Regions from separate parts of the Mus musculus genome. Here regions 2 and 3 are each linked to region 1. The links are chromatin contacts, called in public promoter capture Hi-C maps. All regions are on one chromosome and are shown on one strand. The core of a region is the stretch at or near the end of the contact, and the rest is flanking DNA. Distances in the headings are between cores, read along the strand shown. Region 1 holds the start of Gtsf1l (gametocyte specific factor 1-like). Region 2 overlaps Tox2 (TOX high mobility group box family member 2). Region 3 overlaps Tox2 (TOX high mobility group box family member 2).

What was found. Promoter capture Hi-C pulls out the DNA fragments that hold promoters and counts their contacts.
Region 2: a contact with region 1 is called in a promoter capture Hi-C map of Sertoli cells, with 4 times the contacts expected there. The contact joins the enhancer-like site here to the promoter of Gtsf1l in region 1. A contact is called at or near these places in 14 of 39 promoter capture datasets (the 3T3-L1 cell line, the C10 cell line, the HPC-7 cell line and 7 more), 4 of 115 datasets of contacts at active chromatin or transcription factors (the SCID.adh cell line, embryonic basal ganglia and embryonic stem cells) and 4 of 9 other capture datasets (adipose tissue, liver, macrophages and 1 more).
Region 3: a contact with region 1 is called in a promoter capture Hi-C map of liver, with 5 times the contacts expected there. The contact joins the enhancer-like site here to the promoter of Gtsf1l in region 1. A contact is called at or near these places in 19 of 39 promoter capture datasets (the 3T3-L1 cell line, the C10 cell line, the HPC-7 cell line and 12 more), 7 of 15 datasets of contacts at CTCF or cohesin (CD8 T cells, embryonic stem cells, hippocampal excitatory neurons and 4 more), 107 of 484 Hi-C or Micro-C datasets (the AML12 cell line, the C2C12 cell line, CD4 T cells and 70 more), 17 of 115 datasets of contacts at active chromatin or transcription factors (CD8 T cells, acute myeloid leukemia, bone marrow-derived dendritic cells and 8 more) and 4 of 9 other capture datasets (adipose tissue, liver, macrophages and 1 more).

What each region holds. Positions count from the first base shown.
Region 1 is chr2:163,087,270-163,091,201 of GRCm38.p6, reverse strand. It overlaps Gtsf1l (gametocyte specific factor 1-like), which reads left to right and starts at 1,601. Exons shown (of 2, transcript NM_026630.2): 1 at 1,601-1,663; 2 at 3,355-3,932. The coding sequence starts at 3,641.
Region 2 is chr2:163,247,042-163,250,703 of GRCm38.p6, reverse strand. Tox2 (TOX high mobility group box family member 2) reads right to left here. Exons shown (of 9, transcript NM_001372575.1): 2 at 2,872-2,937. Among named protein-coding and RNA genes, the nearest start is that of Tox2, 46 kb to the right of the region's middle. Within about 2 kb of position 1,808, at least 10 of the 459 cell types and tissues checked have an H3K27ac peak or open chromatin away from gene starts, as enhancers often do. A contact at or near this core is called in the SCID.adh cell line and Sertoli cells, where this site is marked.
Region 3 is chr2:163,307,758-163,311,831 of GRCm38.p6, reverse strand. The region is part of intron 3 of Tox2 (TOX high mobility group box family member 2); the gene reads right to left. Among named protein-coding and RNA genes, the nearest start is that of Gm35750, 47 kb to the left of the region's middle. Within about 2 kb of position 1,446, at least 10 of the 459 cell types and tissues checked have an H3K27ac peak or open chromatin away from gene starts, as enhancers often do. A contact at or near this core is called in cerebral cortex, cortical neurons and liver, where this site is marked.

The sequences.
Region 1 (3,932 bases), core at 352-2,851:
CTGGCCAGCCAACCCAGGCTAACCAGTGAGTGCCCTCCTGGTCAGTGAAAGACCCTTCCTCAAGGAGATGAAAAGTGTAGGTAATGCCTGCAATAGTCATCCGACTCCATATGTGTGTGCGAGCATACATGTGCACGCACACACACACATGCAAAATTGTGAGTGCCTGAGCTGGACCCTCAACTCCATGTAGAATGATTAAAAACTGGATTTAGCTCAAGGGATAAGAGGAAGTAACACAGCAAAAACACTATTCAGGAATCAGGGAGAGGAAGTTGCTGGAAGCTCAATGGTTAGAGCATTTGTTGTTCTTCAAGAGGACCCCGGTTCGATTCCCAGCACCCACATGGAGCATCACAACTATCTGTAACTCCAGTCCTACAAGATCCAACACCATCTCTGACCTCTGAGAGCACACTTGGACCACCTACATACACGCAAGCAAAGCAAAACACTCATAAACAAAACAATAAAATAACTCAATAAATAAATAAAAGTAGGTGCTAGAGAAGGGGGTCAGCAGTTAAGAGAACTTGGGGCTCATCCAGAGAAGTCACTTCGGGTTGTTGCAACCTCCTGTAACACCTTCTTCTGGCCTCTGAGGGTGCCACAGATAACACAGCATACACTTACACGGAGACACACATGAATCAAATAAATCTCTAAGGTCAAAAGAGGTGAAACAAGGATGTTATGGGACAAGCGGAGGCTGACCAGTCTATCAAGAGGAAGTCAGGAGGTTGAATTTGAATCGGAAGGACAGTGATTCCCCAAGCGGGTGTAAGAAGCAAGATAAGCCAGAAGGGCAAAGAGGCAGGGGCAGAACCTAGAGTCAAGGAGAGGCACAGAGTAGAAAGGGAAAGAAATCTCAACGACACAAAATGACAAGAGCGGGGAGGTCCAGAAGGCCCTTGAGTCAGAGTTAAGAAACTCTCTCTTCAGCCGGGCAGTGGTGGCGCACGCCTTTAATCCCACACTCGGGAGGCAGAGGCAGGGGGATCTCCAGCCTGGTCTACAGAGTGAGTTCCAGGACAGCCAGGGCTACACAGAGAAACCTTGTCTCAAAAAAACAAAACAAAACAAAACAAACAAACAAACAAACAAAACAATCCAACAAACAAACAAAAAAAAACAAGGTTAAGAAACTCTTCCTTCAGCAGCCCATTCCATCCTTATTTATGGAAGTCCTTGTTTTCTGACTCCTTTGAGAAGCACACATGCATGCAGGAGGCCACGGAGGCCAGAAGAGGGCACCAAGCTTCCCTAGAACTGGTGTAATAGACAATTGTGAGCTATCATGAGGGTTGGATCCGAACCACCATCCTCTGAAAGACCAGCAAGTGCTCTTAACTACTGAGTAATCTCTCCAGCCCTCTGTTGAGGTTTGATCTGTTGCTGTGTATCACAAAGTTAAATTCTGAACCCGAAGGTCCAGGCCTATGAGTGAGTGAGTTCTCCTGGTTACCAGCTTTTGTTGTGCAAACCTTGTTCCTTAAAACTATTGGCTAAGTAAAAATGGCTACAGCCAATTACTGGAGAGATTATAGGTAGGTGGATTTTGAGTTACCTGGCTGAGGGTGGAGACTTGAGAGGGAGAGAAGAGAGACCATGAGGGGAGAGAGAGAAGGCGCCATGAGAGGAGGGGACCCAGGAGAAACAGCAGGTATCTGGGGAACCCCCCGCTGGGGAGGTAGCCAGGCCAGCAGAAAAGCAGATTAGGGGTGACCCCCAGTAATTGTCAAAGCCGAATAAAATAACCATATTCTAAGTCTCATTTATGTGTGAGTTAGTTGGGGATAAGCTTACGTTAGTTGTACTACAGTCTTCCAAAATGTCTTTATAAAATCCTGACTCAGCTTCATAAATAATAGTAATAAAACCAGGTTTAAAATGCAGAGATTTGAGGATTTAGCTGGGTAGTAGAGTCTGGCAAGTGTAAGAGCTCGGGTTCGGTCTCCAGCACTAAAGGGAAGAGAGGGAGGGAGGGTGGATTAAAAGAAAGCTTCACCTGATCCAGAAAGGATAAAATAGTAACTTGAAATTCTGGTAAACCGAGGACCAGAGAAAGGTCTCAGTGGCTAAGAGTACTTGCTCTTCTGGCCGATGACCCAAGTTCAGTTCCCAGCACCTGCATGGTGGCCTACAGCTATCAACAACTCCAGTTCCAGCAGATCCAGAGCCCTCTTCCAGCCTCTACACACACACACACACACACACACACACACACACACACACACACAGAGCGCACTTGCACCCATGCAGGAAAAACACTCATACACAAAATAAAAAGCCAATTAGTAATTACAAATGGATACTTCAATTTGTAATTACTACGCAACTGGAAAATGTAGAGGCTGAGGAAGGGGTGGAAATATTTCTTTAACACTGTGTACTTAAAATAAGGAATGATACCCAGCATGCTGCGTGCTTGGAAACTGTAGCACGTGTGGACTGCAGCATGAGGATTTTTTTTTTAAGATTTATTTATTTTATGCATGTGAGTACACTGTAGCTGTACTGATGGTTGTGAGCCATCATGTGGTTTCTAGGAACGAAGATTGCTTGCTTTGCTTGGCCCCAGTCGCTCTGGCCCTGCTTCACTCCAGCCCAAAGATTTATCATAATAAATAAGTATGCCGGGCAGTGGTGGCGCACGCCTTTGAACCCAGTACTTGGGAGGCAGAGGCGGGCAGATTTCTGAGTTCGAGGCCAGCCTGGTCTACAGAGTGAGTTCCAGGACAACCAGAGCTACAGGGGAGGGGGGGGGGAGAGAAGAAGAGGATATAGCCTAGTTGACAGATAACTTGCCACAAATGCATGAGGCCCTGGACTTTGTCCCCAGCACCATCTAAACTAGATACGGAGACCCGCGTCTATAATCCCAGTTTATAAGGTGTGATTATATCCTCAGCCACATATCAAGGTCAAGGCCAACCTGTGCTACATGAGACCTTGCATCAAAAGAGAGAAGGGAGGGGGAAAGTAGAGGGACAAAAAAAGAAAAGGAGTCAGGAAGGCTCATGGGGTAGAAGTGCTTGCTGCCAAGCCTGATAACCTGGATTTGATCCTTCCTACAAGTCTTTCTCCGACTTCTAAGTGTACCCCCAATGTCACTCCTTACAAATAAACACATGATGTAAAAAAGATGTTTTTAAAAGACCACACAACCGACGCTGATGAATAAGGGGTTTGATTATGCTAATGAAGCCCGAAACTGCCAAGGGCCGGGTACGTGTCATAACTACATTTGAACAGCAGCTTTCCTCAAGCCACTTCCCCCACCCAGTGGACAGTCTGTCCCTGATGTCATAAGCTGCCCATTGTGACCACCTGTTCTGTCCTTTGACAACACAGGGTATCTTAGCGTCAAAGCATCATTATAACCTGCTAACTTCACCTCCTTGGAAGCTACTGTTTCGGGCTCTTGTACCTGCCTGAGTTAACGTCTCTGGTGGCTGTTTTCTGGCTTTCTCTGCATAGCGATTGCTGACAGAACGTGAGTGAGAATTTCACTCCAGAGACCCAAGAGCCAAAGCCTGGCAGAAGACAGCACAATCTTTCACAGGAAGAGGCTTTTCCTTTCGAGGTGTACCACGTACACTTTGGGCAGCAGGACACTTGGCTTCAAGTCAACTCCCGGATGGAGCCAGAATCCATAGAAATTTGTCCTTATAACCCTCACCACCGAATCCCGCTCAGCAGGTTCCAGTACCACCTGGCGTCATGCAGGAAGAAGAACCCCAAGAAAGCCAAAAAGATGGCCAGCTGTAAATACAACGCCTGCCACGTGGTTCCCATCAGAAAGCTGGCTGAACATGAAGCTACCTGTGTCAACAGGAGCTCCGTGGAGGAAGAGGACACATTAGGCCCTCTGCAAGTCAGCCTCCCACAGCCGCAGAACCAGGACACACTACAGGTTCGTTGGCTTTCCA
Region 2 (3,662 bases), core at 559-3,058, 160 kb before region 1:
GTCTGCTCTCAGCCAGGAGAGAACTGATGGCTATTAGGCCGCGTCCTAAGACTGCTGCTTGGAACATATTAGAAGCTCGTGCTTGCTAGAAATGGCTTCCGGCTCAGATCCAGGGTCTCTGAATCACAAGGTGCCCAGTGAACCTTGCTGTTTGGCTGAACCTGGGATGTAAACATACTTACAAGATATATCACATCTTCTAGTTTCTGAGACCTTCATTTTCTCATGCTCACATGGGTTCTACATTAACTGGGGCAGTACAATTCCTACAGCTGATAAGACAACACCTTGTGAAAGAAAGTGTGTGTGTGTGTTCACGCGTGCACATGTGAGTGTGTTCAAATACAGGCTCCAGAGAAAAGAGAGGGAAATTCCTGGCCATCCCTTGCCATTAAAGACAGACCAGAGGCCCAGCATCCTGAGGAGGCTGAGTTAATTCATTAACAAGGTCAGCATAAGCTTCAGATTCTCTGCTTCCCACACAGCCATTTGCAAAAGGGCTGCAGTATTTTACAGTCCCCCTTTCCAAGAGCTGACATCTTGTTCCCATTGCTTGAATCTATACTTGTCCTGTGCCTGGCTTTGGACATCAGAAGGAGCTGGGAGTGGTGACAGACCAGTTCCATGTCTGGGCCTCAAGAGGGTGGAGGACAGCTTCTGGACTTGCTGCTCTGGGAACCTGTCCCTGCCATGTTTATAGCCTCAGGCTAGCCAGTGATGGGGGAGGGCAGGGGCTTGGGGTTTCGGGGAGGAGTTGGGAGGAGAGGGATATGGGGGGAGCCAACTAATACAACCCGAAACGATCTACACACTTGTAGTTTTTAGCCACTGTATTGTGAGGTCCTTATTTTGCAGTAAAAAAGAAAAGATACACTATGAGAAGTTTTCACGGCTACATTTGTTAAGTTGCTGATATTAAATTTGGCTTATGCAACTGGCTAGACTTATTCTCACAGTATTATTATTGTTGTTGTTGTTGTTATTATATGGATTATTGCTGTACTAGGTATATACATTATTATTATTATTATTATTATTACTATTATTATATGGAGTATTGCTGTACTAGGTATATACATTATTATTATTACTACTATTGTTATATGGAGTATTGCTGTACTATGTATATACATTGTTATTATTATTATTATTATATGGAATATTGCTATACTAGGTATATATACTAGGTAGCCAATACTAGTTTCAAACTTAACTATCTTCCTGCCTCAGCCTCCCAAGTGCTGGGAGCTCAGGTGAATATCACTACACCCAGCTCCTAATGTCTCTTTTAAGTTAGGCAGACCCTCTGGTGACAGCAAAAAGACCTAGAAGAATTCATGAGAAGTCCTTAACTACCCTGCTCTCCTGTTAGGGAAGGTGAGGTTCAAAGGATAAATAAGGAGGCCACGTTGACACATGACACCAGTGTTCCCGGAGTGCTTTCTGGGTCACACCCACAACTCTGTGGAGGGTATGGTTCACAATCAGCATGCCACGGAGGTCACGGTCTTGTGTGGAGGTCAGCCACCATCTAAGTCATCACAAGTGTGGCAGATGACCGCAGACAGTGAAAAGAGCCAGAAATTAAAACCAACTGGTGCCACGAGAGACAACCCTAGCCCCTCGTCAGAACTGGAAGCCACAAACAGCTGTCTAAGGAAGTGAGAGGTTGGTTTTGACTTCAGAGTGCAGCCTGCTCCCAAGTCCAGTGTGGCCTTGGACTTGGACTTGGACTCAAAGAGGCTCAGAGTAAGCTCTGAGCCCTTGGGATGACAAGCTGAATCTGGACAACCAAGCATTGTCACTGGGACACGCCCAGGCCTTGGAGTCTCGCTCACCATTCCTGCAGGCTGGCACATGATATAGCAACACAAAGGCAGCTCTGCGACGGCAGGATATCGCTCACATGAGGCAGGCCAGAGAATGAGTGGGGTGTGGCACCCCACGATCAGCATCCTTGCCACTTGGACTGCACTATCTTCCTCACTAGCAGAGTTCTCCACGGGCCACAGGCCCACATCCTACTCATTTATGGCCACTTGGACCTGTCACAGAATAAGGTACATTGCCTACACCCATGCATTAATAGGCTTGCTTTCCCCAGCCAGAAGATATGAACCAATCACGATGGCTGGGGGCCGGAGGCAGCCAACTCCAGTTGCCAAGACACAAGGCAGAATCAAGAGCAGGGCCAGGCTTGTCCTCTAGCTCCTCAAGGTTCCCAGCAGCTGGGAAACTCCGTGGTCCCATTCAGCATCTTTAGTTGTTGCCATCCTGCAGGCTCTCCTGCCTTAGGGTGCCATTCTCTCTGTTGTCACAGTCTACATACAGTAAGGATCCCTTTCCTGGCCACAGTCTGTCGCGAGGATGCTTAACTTGCTGTAGTGAAATGTTAGCTTTCTCTTTGCTGTTGGAAAATCTGATTCCATCTATGGCCCCAGAGGTCTGGATCACTGAAGAGGACCTTCCGGGAAAACTGCCCTCTGCCTCCTCAGTGGCCTCAGATAACTGATTCTGTGTGAGGGTTAGAATCTCCTCACCTGTATGTAGACACTCTCTCCAGGTCCCCCCACAAGTGCTGTGCAGGAGGAAGGCAGTGGCCGAGACCATGGGACACCTGAACTCACTGTTGTGAAACCTGTCCCTTGCACAGGGAATGTAGGGTAACAGACTTAGAGTGTCAAGTTCTCAGTGGTGCCCACTGTAAGTCAACAGTAGCCAAAGACAGCTAGCACTGTAGCCCTGGTTTGACTGTACCAAGCCATGTCCTATGACTCCAACAACTGCAGGCCTCTTACCTCAACACCAGCAGCATCTTGGCTCCACCAACCCAAGGCTCAGACCCCCTAGGGGGTGGAGACAGGCACTCACCTGGCTGGTTGACAGGAGCTCTGGATTTCCGTCACTCATCCCCACGTAGGCACTGTCACCATCAAACTAGAACAAAGAGAGAGAAGTAGTTCTCATTACAGTGTTCCTGGAGGGAACCGGGACCTGTAGTAGCCCAAAGAGGTTAGGAGACTGTGCTGAGGTAAAGGAGACTGGAGCTCAGGATGCCTACAGCTGCAACCCAGCAGGGCCAGTGGCCCCTGTTCCATGGCCCTTGAAAGCCCAGATCAGGACCATCAATCACACACAGGACAAAGACAGGCAGTGTCTTCCGCTGTTGGCACTTTGTTGGCTGTCACAGCAGGCCACCTTGACAGGCACTGAGCTGCCCACCCCTGCAAGTATACAAATGACTCTTCTATGCAAAGTGACCGAGGCAATCAGCTAGAACTGGACCCCTGCATGCCAGGGAAAGACCTTGAAGTCCATTGCCTTGGATCAACGACAGCCTGCCTCAGAGAAGCCCTCTACAACCTTCCTCGCCTAAGTGGCTTTGTCTCTGCCTCCAATGGGGTCCACAATCCTGTGTTGGAGAATCTGCCACTTCTGGATTCTGGAAGAACTGCCCGCCATGGGGAACAGGCGCAGAGGGAGAAACCTGGGCCCTGGAAGCAGCTACCAATGCGTGAGCTTCTGCTAGTGTCCCTACTTCTGAAACTCCTCATCTGTGAAACGAGGATAGGACAGGGGCCCTTTCCCCACATGCCACCAGCTGGTCCCTTTTCCTGGAGAGAGGCATTTTTACAGCATTACCCAGGAGCAGAGATAGAGTC
Region 3 (4,074 bases), core at 197-2,696, 220 kb before region 1:
AAGAATATTCTGTAAGACTTTAGTTATTGATCTCTTTTGTATTTAAAGAATTAAAATTCTTTAATTTTTTTTCATTGACAAAAAGAGTTTTAAAGAGGACTCCAGAGATTTCTAAGCGGCTAATTTTGCTTCTCTTTGCTTCATCTTGAATTTTGAGTCACAGAAACGGTGACTGTCTGTACCGTGTGCCGTTTGTACTTCTGAGACTCTGTTAAAGCTTTCTTTGGAACCCAGATATCATCAGATCTTTACCTGTAGCAAAGTCCTCCCAAATGTACTTTCTGGGTTGTGGCTGCATCTGGTTGATGCAGCAGGTACCGGTTACTGACTAACATTGGTCGTATTCTTCAGATAACCTTCTCCATTTTGGCTCTCTAACCTCAGATGAGCTTCACTCGTCAGGGCTTTAAAACTTGTGACCCTTTTACCATCCAAGAAACGTTTACGTGGCTCGGGGTATACAGCAGAATAAAATAAGCACGCAAATCAAACACTTACTGCTGAGAAACCTTTGGGGAAGTTATTGGAAAACAAGTCTTTGGTACACAGTAAGACGCAGGCAAATGCGCATGCTAATGAAGTGGGTATGCTTAATTACGTTTGCATGAAGAATTAAATCTTGGCTAAAGTCTGGAATGCGGGATGGAGAACATCTTTAACATTTCTCAGAGTTGATCGATATTTTGAGTTCCATAATCATTGATGCTGAAACTCTGCTTGGCATCAGTACAGAGCTCAGACTGGCAGAAGTCTGCTTAGCGCCATCTCAGATGGGGTTGGAAATCCTGTCCTAACCCCAAGCCAAAATTCACTAAACAACCTCTTATGAAACACTTTAGCAACTCAAATATCAATTAAAAAAAAAATCAAACATTCTAAAAAATAACCCCAAAAAACAACAAAAAAACGGGAATACAAAGATATACTAAACGCCCAGGAAGATGGTGGGAAAATGTTAAATCTGTTTTCCACAATAAAGCCATGATTAAAACACCATCTTTGTATGTATGTACGTATGTGTTTGTAGGTGTATATGTTTACCTATGGAGGTCAGAGGTCAACCTTTGAAGGGGAGGGCCTTTTATCTGCCGAGCCAGCTCTCCAGACCCCCTATGTTTGCTGTTACTATTTTGAGATTTGTAGAACTTTATGTGTACGGATATACTACCTTCATGTATGTCTGTACACCATGCGTGTTCAGTGCCTGTGGGCATCAGAAGAAGCAGTCCTTCATTAAAAATTCAGTTCAGCAGCTTCCCCGATCCTTCCTGCACCCTGACCTCCTGTCCCGTAACAGTCACTTCATGCGTCACGGGATATTTTTGATACAGCGTTTTCAAATTAAGCAATTTATCTCGTGTTTGCCTTCTTTGGTACCATCTAGATCTAGGTCAAGGGTTCAGGCGGGAGCCACTTCACCAGGAGGGAGCATCTGAGGGTGTCTACACAGACAGTTTCCATCTCACCACTGGGGGCATGCTCCTGTCTCCTGGAGGTACTGGCAGAGGAAGCTGTTCAACTCTACAGTACGTGGGCTGGCTGCCCTCCATCCTTGCCCCCAAAGCAAAGCCTTGTGTGTGTTCAGGTTGAGCAGCTCTGATCTCCACGGGGATGCTTTCCTTGAGGAAAAGCTCAGCTATGCCCTGGCCATGTTCCTCAAAGATGAAGACTGGAGTTTGTCTTTTACTCTCAGGGAAGAGTGTTTTAATGGACTGTGTCCTATTGTTATTGCTGTCGGGGAACATGAATCCTCCAGTTTCATTTTTGGGACATGTCAAGGCTTCACTTAGGACAGAAAACACATCTTGCAAAAAACAATTTTTTTTTTCATGTAAAACTAAAATAATGTGGGCTTGGGGGGTGAGAGAGTAGCTCAGGGTAGAGAGCTTGCCCTGCATGCATGATGCTCTGGGTTTGATTCCTAGCACTGGAAAAAAAAAACTAATTGAAATAATATTCACTGTGCTACATATAAAAAAAAAAAACCTCCGTGTCTATTGAATGTCCTGTTTTGACATCAGCTGTGAGACAGAGAAAACTGAGCTAAAGCCCTCCATCCGCCCCGTGTTTCTATCAGTTCTCCATCAGTTCTTCGGGGCATTTGGCGTGAACGGGTTTGCTTCAGGTACGCCATGTGAAGTCGCTCAGTGCTTAGACATCCCAGAATGCCCTGTCTTCATGACAGCTGCATCTTATTCAAGAAAGCATCTTGGCTCCGGTGACTGTCTCTGCCTTCCATCCTTTTCTATCAGCCGTTGTCATGGTTTCCATACGGTTTTGTTCTCATCCCACACGGTTTCAGATGCGCATCATGCAAACAGCGTATGGGCGAATGCTGGTCCCCAACGCTCTTCTCAATACATTGGGATCTGCGTTAGCACATCAGTCACAAACCCGACATACAGGCTCAGCAAGCCAGCTTCCTTAACTGTGTGGCAAGTTTTAAGTCCCTAAGCAGCTCCCGCTGTCTACCTACAATATATACACGCCATTTCTTCTTTGTGGATTTCTGTTTGTTTGTTCTTCTTTTAGGCAGGGTCTTACCATACAGTCCAGGTGACTTTAAACTCTCTGTCATCACTCCTCAGCCTCTTGAATTATAGGTGTGCACTACCATTCCTAGCTTTTAAGTTTTAAACGAGAAATTGGCATGATTTCCTCTAGTGCAAACTGGCTGTAGCTTGTTAAGGCATCTTATAGCTTTCTTCTCAGCTACTTGTGGCGGAATTCTTCAACCCCGTATTCCTGATTTTGTGAATCATTATCTTGCTGATATTAAAGGTACCTAAATTTATCACCATCATCATCATCATTCTCCTCCTCATCATCATCATCTTGTAAATGCCCTACGTTGGAAACATTCTAAGTCTTATCACTGTGAGGCAGAACACCGTCCATAAGTCAGCCAGGCCACTTGGGTATGGACTAGTGGGTGTGGACAGCAGCCGAGTTCAGCTCTTAGGAAGGATGGGATGTGGCACAAAGCCCTGGGTTCAATCCCCAGCACCTATAAACTGAATTTCGTGTGCTTGTCTGTTACCCCAGCACTCGGGAGGCAGTGGCAGGAGGATCAGAAGTTCAAGGTCATCCTCAGCCATATATAGAGTTCAAGGGCAGCCTGCGCTAGAAACTCTCTCAGAAACAAACCCAAACCTAAAACAAAACCAAGGACCTTCAGGCCTCAGTAAATGAACTCCTGGCTCCCAGCACGCCACAGTACACACCTCCTGGAACCTAGCAATTCTTACCTCTCCCACACACGAGGACACGCCCACTGCAGGGAAAATTGTGAAAGACGTTGACAAAGACAAACGAACGTCCCTTTGCTGTTCTGCTGTGCCCTCTGAGGTTATCTGATTCCATCTGAGTGTACCCCCTAAATCTGACTAGGCTATTCTAATTCTGCAACTTTGTAAATTGTGTGTGTGTGTTGGGGGAAGGAGTTATTGCAACTGGTCATTTTTTTTTGAAATCATTTAAGATTGTATCGGGGTAAAATAAATAAATTTTTCTTGTAGCAGTTTTCTTATTGTTGTGTTTAGGTAGGCTGTGTGTACATGCATATACCATCCTGTGCATGTGGGGATTAAAGGACAGCTTTGCGAGGTCAGTTCTTCTTTTTCAACCTTTGTGTGGGTCCAGAGGGTCAAGGTCAGGTTGCTAGGATTTCTGTATGGGTGTCTTTAGCATCTGAGCCAACTCACCTGCACAGATGCAACCATTTTTACACATACATCTCGGTGCTATACATACACCATGCCTTCATCTTCCATCACTACTATCCATCTCCAGAAGTATCGTTACCTCTACCTATATTAAATAATAGCTTCCCACTCCTGTCTTGCCCGTGTCCCTGGAAACCACGATTCTCCTTTCTTTGTATGTGGTCTATGTGTGTGTGCAGGATGTATGTACACATGCGTATGGGGATGCTGTGCCTCCAGGCCAGAGGAGGGCGTTGGGCACCCTGCTCTATTGCTCTCCACACATTTCCTTGAGATGGTGTTTCTCACTGCATCTGGAGCTCAGCAGACCGACAGCAAGCCTCGGTGATTAGCCTGTCGATGCTACTCA